Linked DNA regions of Danio rerio: region 2 is linked to region 1. A link is a contact called in public HiChIP or PLAC-seq data. All regions are on one chromosome and are shown on one strand. Each heading gives the region's core, a stretch centred on a gene start, on an enhancer-like site or on the middle of the called end of the contact. The rest is flanking DNA. Distances are from core to core; before and after follow the strand shown.

The links. HiChIP or PLAC-seq counts read pairs in DNA pulled down with a chosen protein or histone mark.
Region 2: a contact with region 1 is called in an H3K4me3 HiChIP or PLAC-seq map of embryo, with 6 times the contacts expected there. The contact joins the promoter of rnf114 here to the enhancer-like site in region 1. A contact is called at or near these places in 6 of 18 Hi-C or Micro-C datasets (caudal fin, embryo, fibroblasts and 2 more) and 2 of 4 datasets of contacts at active chromatin or transcription factors (caudal fin and embryo).

The regions. Positions count from the first base shown.
Region 1 is chr23:2,943,620-2,947,593 of GRCz12tu, reverse strand. All of the region lies in intron 17 of dhx35 (DEAH-box helicase 35), which reads right to left. Among named protein-coding and RNA genes, the nearest start is that of dhx35, 27 kb to the right of the region's middle. Within about 2 kb of position 2,258, at least 30 of the 62 cell types and tissues checked have an H3K27ac peak or open chromatin away from gene starts, as enhancers often do.
Region 2 is chr23:3,522,896-3,526,869 of GRCz12tu, reverse strand. It overlaps rnf114 (ring finger protein 114), which reads left to right and starts at 1,807. Exons shown (of 6, transcript NM_001001828.4): 1 at 1,807-2,434. The coding sequence starts at 2,316. spata2 (spermatogenesis associated 2) reads right to left here and starts at 278. Exons shown (of 3, transcript NM_001080191.2): 1 at 162-278.

The DNA of each region.
Region 1 (3,974 bases), core at 1,009-3,508:
CCATAAACACACATCATGTAGAGCAATAACAACGGCCCGCGCGCCTTTTATTAGAGCCCTCAACCCTTATATAATGGGTTAAGTGATAAAGTGACATTTACTGCCCGCTCTCCAGGTTACACGCGCAGATCAGAGCAGCGTTTACATTATTAACCCCGACTGCGAGATCAAGTGGAGTTTGTTTTAACCCTCCTGTTGTCTTAGAAGTTTGTATACACCGTTCTTCACTTCACTTCAAAAATGATCCACATTTACTAGAACTTTTGAGTAAAGCTGCTGAATTTCATTTCAATCCTCAGATCTGATTTGCGTGAAGAAACAACCTCATCTTCATCACAAACTCTAATAGAAGAAAAATGGTGGATGACTCCTCAATTGTAAGCCGATTTGGACAAAAGCGTAATACAGACCGTTGTTTCCCAACTCTGTTTCTGGAGGCACACTAACAGTACATATTTTGGAGGTCTTCCTTATCTGACCCATTGATCTCAGGTTTTGGAGTCTCTTCTAATGTGCTGATGAGTTGATTCAGGTGTGTTTGATTAGAAAGAGGTTGAAAATGTCTACACTACCTGACAAAAGCCGTGTCGCATATTCAAGTTTTAGGAACAAGTAATAACTTGACTTCTAGTTGATCATTTGGTTTCAGAAGTGCTTATATGAAAGGCTAATGCCTCTAGATGACGCTTATTTGACCAAAATAAATATGATTGTGTCTTGATTTTAAATCTTTTAATTAGGACAGTAAGGTCTGACTCTGCTTAGACTAAAGTCTAGTCACTGAACAGAAATAATGTCCAGTATAGAATATAAAGTGCTGCTGCAGTGGAGACAGAATGAATATTGTGTCTGACTCCGTCATGAGCTTGGAGAGCTGCATCTATACATCTCTACACTGACTCAAATCACTGATTAATAAAGTCATCTGGAATGGAAAAGAAAGCTTTCCTGCAGGACTCCCAGAGCTCATCAAGAGTCTTTGGATACATCTTCAATGCCTACTCCTTCATTTTACCCCAGACATGCTCAATAATGTTCGTCTCTGGTGACTGGGCTGGCCAATCCTGGAGCAGCTTGACCTTCTTTGCTTTCAGGAGCTTTGATGTGGAGGCTGAAGTATGAGAAGGAGCGCTATGTAATGGGCAGCACAAATGTCTTGATACCTCAGGCTGTTGATGTTGCCATGCACTCTGCAGATCTCTCAATGCCCCCCATACGGAATGTAACCCCAAACCATGATTTTTTCTTTACCAAACTTGACTGATTTCTGTGAGAATCTTGGGTCCATGTGGGTTCCAATAGGTCTTCTGCAGTATTTGTGATGATTGGGACGCAGATCAACAGATGATTCATGGGAAAATCGGCTTTTCTAAATGATCAACTAGAAGTCAAGTTATTATTTGTTGTTCCTACAACTGGAATCAACAGGACAGTTTCACAACTTGAGGAGTTGGGAAACATTCATATTAATAATTTAAGAAATAGTGTAGTAAATTTAATATAATTAGTTTACAACTGAACAACTACATTTTATACAATACACTAGTTTAGAGTAGTTAAAAAACTAAAGTACACTACAGTATTTATTACAGTTAATCAGTTCACTGTATTTAATACTAAAGTATGCTTGAGCATTTATTAACAAAGAGTTCTAAATACATAATTCACAGTTATGAATGCTCTACCATAAACTGTGTAAAATACACCTTACAGCACTGTGGTTCAAAATAATCATAAATAACTACAGTATTTTTAGTTCTCACTTTGTGGAACAGCGCTTTGCTACCACAGAAGAACTACTGAATATTTAAAACTAATGAGAGCATTTTATGGTCATGAAATTAGCCAGCTGCTGTCATCAACTCGATCAAGACGCAGCGTGGAGATTTCATGTATTATATCAATTATCAGCCAAACACGCACACACGCAAACACACACGCGCGCACGCTGCAGTGCAGCAGCAGCGCCATCTGCCGGCCACGGCGCGCACCTGCGTCTCCGCACACGCGCATTAATCATAACCAGAGGAGTGTAAAATTCAATTGCCTCCCTCTATCCATTTGGAGTGTAGAAGCCTGAAGGCCAGCCTTGTACTTCACCTGAGAAAGAGGGAGAGAGAGAGAGAGAGAGAGAGAGAGAGAGAGAGAGAGAGAGTAAATAAATAAATAAAGCGGCAGCAGCCTGCTCTTCATCAGGACTGCCGCGTGATAATAGATGGAGTGTCTGCGCCTTCAGAAGCTCTCTCTCCCTCTCTCTCTCTCTCCATTTAATCGGCGCGGGTCACGGTGAGCCTCGGCCGCGCGCTTCCCTCAGTCATGCTGTAAAGCACCTTTTAGGAATTGTTTCTCAATAAGAAATGATCAGTCCATTTATCTGCGGCAGACGGAACTGTCTCCTCGCACAGACCTCCAATATTTTTCGTTTGACCTGATCAGGGCAATAAACTACAGCGAGACACTTTCTATTTGTCACCGGCCCGAGAGCAGGGCGGCTGAACGACTGATTACATCCACACACACACACGCACATACACACACACACACACACACACACACACACACACACACACACACACGCACATACACACACAGGCTCAACCAGAAACACACACACAAACGCACAACCACAGACACATGGATACATGCACACACACAGACACACAGGCACAACCACACAGGCACGACCACACACACAGGCACGACCAGAAACACACACACACACACAGACACAACCACACACACAGAAACATGGACACACGCACACACACAGGCTTAACCAGAAACACACACTTGCACACACAGGCGCAACCACACACAGGCACATGGATACACACACACACACACACACACACACACAGGCACAGCCACACACACAGGCACGACCACACACACAGACACATGTAAACATACACACACAAACACACACACACAGGGACGACCAAAAACACACACACACACATAGGCAAAACCACACACACACACACACACAGACACACTTTTTTATTTTCTCTCTTACACACACACACACACACACACACACAACCACTCTGTCTAAAACATAAACTCACAGACAACAAATACACACACACACACACACACACAAACACACAGGCACAGCCACACACACAGGCACGACCACACACACAGACACATGTAAACATACACACACAAACACACACACATAGGGACGACCAGAAACACACGCACACACAGGCACAACCAGACACACACACGCACACATAGGCACAACCACACACACACGCACACATAGGCACAACCACACACACACGCGCACACACAGGCACAACCACACACACACGCACACATAGGCACAACCACACACACACACTTTTTTATTTTCTCTCTTACACACACACACACAACCACTCTGTCTAACACATAACCTCACAGACACAAATACAGACTGTCTCACACACACACAGGCTCTCTCTCTCTTACTCACACACATAATCACACACTACCTCTTACACACATGCACGTGCAGACACACAACCACACAATCTCTCTCTCACATCCATGCTCGCACACACATTATTATTAAATTTTATTATTATTGTTATTATTAAAATTCCATATTCATAAATTCATTGGAAATTTTTTTAAATTCTCCCAAAACTAGTGGTTTTTAAAGAAGAATTTGTGACGTATTTGAAGACATTAAGAAAGATGAAAGGCCAAAAAAGCAAGATATTCATCATTGGATTTTGGTTTCATGTTTAGGTATCATTAGCATTTATTTTTTGTTATATTTTGTTATTTTATTATTTATATATGTTGTATTCTTAACGAGGATGGAAAGATTGTCAATATATGCAATTTGATTGTTATCTCAGTATTTTGTGCAATTCTAAAAAAGTATTAATGCCTTTCTGTTACTGTTCAAGCATTGTTAATCAAAAAAAAGTTTTCCGCTGATTAACACTGACACCTTGTGGTCAGTCGTACACATTTCA
Region 2 (3,974 bases), core at 558-3,057, 580 kb before region 1:
GAATACTAAACTATCTGCTCTAACTCGTTTGTAGCCCATCTATCACAGATATCAGATGCAGCTAGCACACCACTGCTAACATTAGCGCAGTTGCAGGGGCCTGGAAATCCACACACCATACATATTAAACACACACCATCGCACGGCGTCTCATTAATTACCTCTGTAAGATCAAGACTTGCGTGTAAGAACACCCGTTCGGTGTCATGTAGCGCAGGGCAGCACCATTACCAAGCCGCCCTCCTCCCCATCATCCAGCGCTCCTTACCTTCATGTTCCGCTGGAAATCCCCACCGCCGCACTGCGCATGCGCCACACTACCTCCCATGCGCGCTCCCGAGGCCGCAAGCTGCAGTCAGGACTAGCGCTGGGATTCGGATTCATTCAGCGAGTCGGTTCGGCCACATATTTTGATTCAATGGAGTCATTTAACAGCAAAAAGCAAATATATCCAGATAAATACAGACTTAACTAAAACATAAAAGAAAATAAATTAACTAAAAATCTATTTAAATATTCAAGAATGAATAAAAACACGTAACCTCAATATAAAAACTTTTACAATATCAGCAGCTATAGGTAAGACATTATTTACAATAGACAGCAAGTTTTCTATTCAATTAGCTTCAACTCCTTTGCAACTATCATCGTATTTTGACATTTCTTGCTATCAATACACTGTAGCGAGTATATTTAAAAATTAAAATCTATAATGAATACCTTTAAGATTTAGTATTATTCCTTCTACGGATATGAAATTTACCAAATAAAATCAAAATATTCATTATAAATTCCACAGATAGTTTGTTTCAGTCAAAATAAATTAGCACATGATGTTAAATTCCATCTAAAACCCGATACATACAGAGATAAGTCATCCCAAAACTTCTTTTAATGCTGACATTCAAAAGACTCTGAATGATCTAAACAGAATGAACAATTTTCATCAATTTGCATGAATTTAGATAATGTATTAATACTAACATAAATGTTCAAATCAATCATTCTAAAAAATATCCTCTAGGCTTTAAGGCTCTGTTTAAAAAAATACCTTTGATTGTACATGCTTTACTAAAAAAAATCTAAATAGTGTACACAGGATCAGTTCTATGAATTCTATTTTAAATGTGAATTGTTCCATTGTTTATGAATGTCTGGATTTTTATATTTCTACCAACAAATTTTTTGAGAATAATATTAAATAATACACAACATGTGAAATAATAATTTTTTAAGTAAAAATTGCAACATATAACTAAGAATTGCATTTTTAAGATTATTCTCAATTGTGAAATTGTATGTTAAATGCTAATATTTTGATCTACGTTTCTAACAAGACAAATGCAAGAATTGCGAGGTCAGATGTTGTTTTTAGATTTTACAGGCATTTATTTACTATTCTGGGATAAAAAAAAAGCTATGTAAAAGTTAATTAAGATTTGCGAGATATATAACTGTCACATATAAGTATATTTTATTTTCTATTTGAATGTTTATTTATTTTAATGAATCGAAGTATACTTTTTAGATTACTTTTCTAAAACGTCGCCCGTATTCAAGTTTCACTCCTAAAAATGTTCTACTTTCATTAATTCTGGTAATAAATGAAAGCAATTATTCTAATTTGCTTTGGAAAGACTTCCCCCTTTGTGTAATGTAATTATATATATATATATATATATATATATATATATATATATATATATATATATATATATATATATATATATTAAATATAAATATATATGTAATTAAATATATAGTTTAGGGTAGGCTTAGAAACTTTTTTGACATTTGTAAATCATATACTATTTTCTTTTAATTTATGATGATGTAAATATCCTTATGCATTTCTTTTAAAACATTTTTATTTAAAGTTTTCATTTTTTTTTTCTTTATACTGTGACTAGATTTTGCATTGCCCATCAATAATAAAAAAAGTAACGTCAAAAAAACTTCTACGTTCTTATTTTACAGTCTGATTCAACCTCCAATCGAGTCATTTTCACATTCATTCATTCGGTCGGTCATTTAAAAGAGCCGGTTCAAATGACTCGTTTATGCATCGGAGAGCACTAGCGAGATCTCGCTTATAACTACGCACGTAAAAGACAACACAGCCACAACAGATGTAGCCTACTATATGTTGCATTTATTTGTTAGCAAACGGCTATTTTTATTTGTCGTACGTCTAATAAGAGCTGTAATGTTGTTTCTCGTTCATGTGCATCAGGAGATCAGCTGAGTTGTTGCTCCTCCCCTCACAAAAGTGAATCTCACTGGAGTTCAAGAACACGGAACACAGCGCAGCAGAAATGGCCATGCTCAAAATAGACCCGCAAACCGACGTAAACGATGCTGAAGACGACGACTTCGTGTGTCCCGTGTGTTTGGAGATATTCGTCCGGCCCATGACCACGCAGTGCGGACATACGTGAGTATTCTGGAGAGCTCATGTCTGCTAGCAGCAACTTCTCGGTTGACATGTTGAGTAGTTTAATGTTAATCCCCTCATCACCTCAAAGCGATTCACAACCTTCGTGACCTCCGCCTTAATCTTAATGTGATTGTGTTGGACACTGTTCAGTAAGTGCTGTTGTTGTGCGATTTTTTTTATAAGACAGAAACTGGTTACTTTCAGTTTTGCTTCTTGTGTACAAAACTTTGCAGTGTGGGATTGTGGGAGTTGTAGTGTACACGTAATTAGAACCGGAAAACAACACCCAGCGCCTGTCTTGTCAGATCAGATGTGGCCTTTCAATTACAAGCATTCCTGGCAAACATCAGTTAAAAGTGCAAAATAATAGCATTTACAGAGTATTTGTATTTGGTTAAGGTGCTGTAGGCAGTGTAGGGAAGGCGGTTTTTAAAATGTATTTCACTTTAGATTAATAACGTGTATTTTTAAAAAAGTTAAGTTACTCAATCTGTTTGGAATATTAATTATTAATAGAGCAGTAAAGAAAAGTGGAATCCACAAAACATTAGACATTTTTAATTCATTTTTATTTATATATCAGTTACTCAAAAAGGCAATATAATGATTTTTAATGAACAATTGAGGTAAATTGTACTTATTTAGTATTAGTATTAGCTGCTGAAGCACAGTGATAATTGAAAATGTATACTTTAGTTTGTGTAAAAGTTTACACCCCCTGCTCTTAATGTGAATGTGCTGAGTGTCAGGAAACATTTTCACTTTCGGTAAATGTTTTGCTTGAGTTCGTCAGTAAACATGGGCATCACAATCACACAGTCACTGTTGTAGGGCTGTAAAAATATAAAGAAGACGCAGTAAACTGAAGAATTTGCAGGAGCTGAAGGCCTTTTCTAAACTACAGCAGCTGGTTGAACTCTTCAGGACAATCAAATGACTCATTAAAAACCATCACAAACATTCATACAGTTGATTCAGGGGTGTGTAAACATTTCAACAGGATAGATTTAGTCAGTTATTATTTTGTCTTATATGTAAATATCTAGCTCATGTGGAGTAGTACCAGTGGTGTAGCGGACGGGCCAGCAGGGCACGCTCCGCGGGGGGGCCCCGCGTGATTAAGGGCCCCGCCTTGTTGCGATTTTTAATAATTGAAAATCCGGCAACCACAATAATCAAACCCCTGGGAACAACTGTGGTCGGAACCAAAGTTCCCAGGTCTGTGTTCTCTCAACTCCTCTCAAACGGTGGACTACTTCATTCTGATTGCTTGCCGCCGAACCACATCATAGCATATTACCATAAAGTTGACTTGATTTCAAGTCCTCCTCGATGCCCACACCGGAGAAGACTCGACGCGCTGCTCCTCGCCACCGGTTCTCATTGAAATTGAAGGACTTCCGGCTACTTTGACGCTCTCGCTGCTTGTTTGTGAAGGCTACCCCGCGTCGTCGCTCCACCCCGCCCCCCTTTCCCGCTCCTTAGTTTGTGATGGCTCCTCAGTTTGTGAAGGCTTCCCCGCGTTGTCTTTCCACCC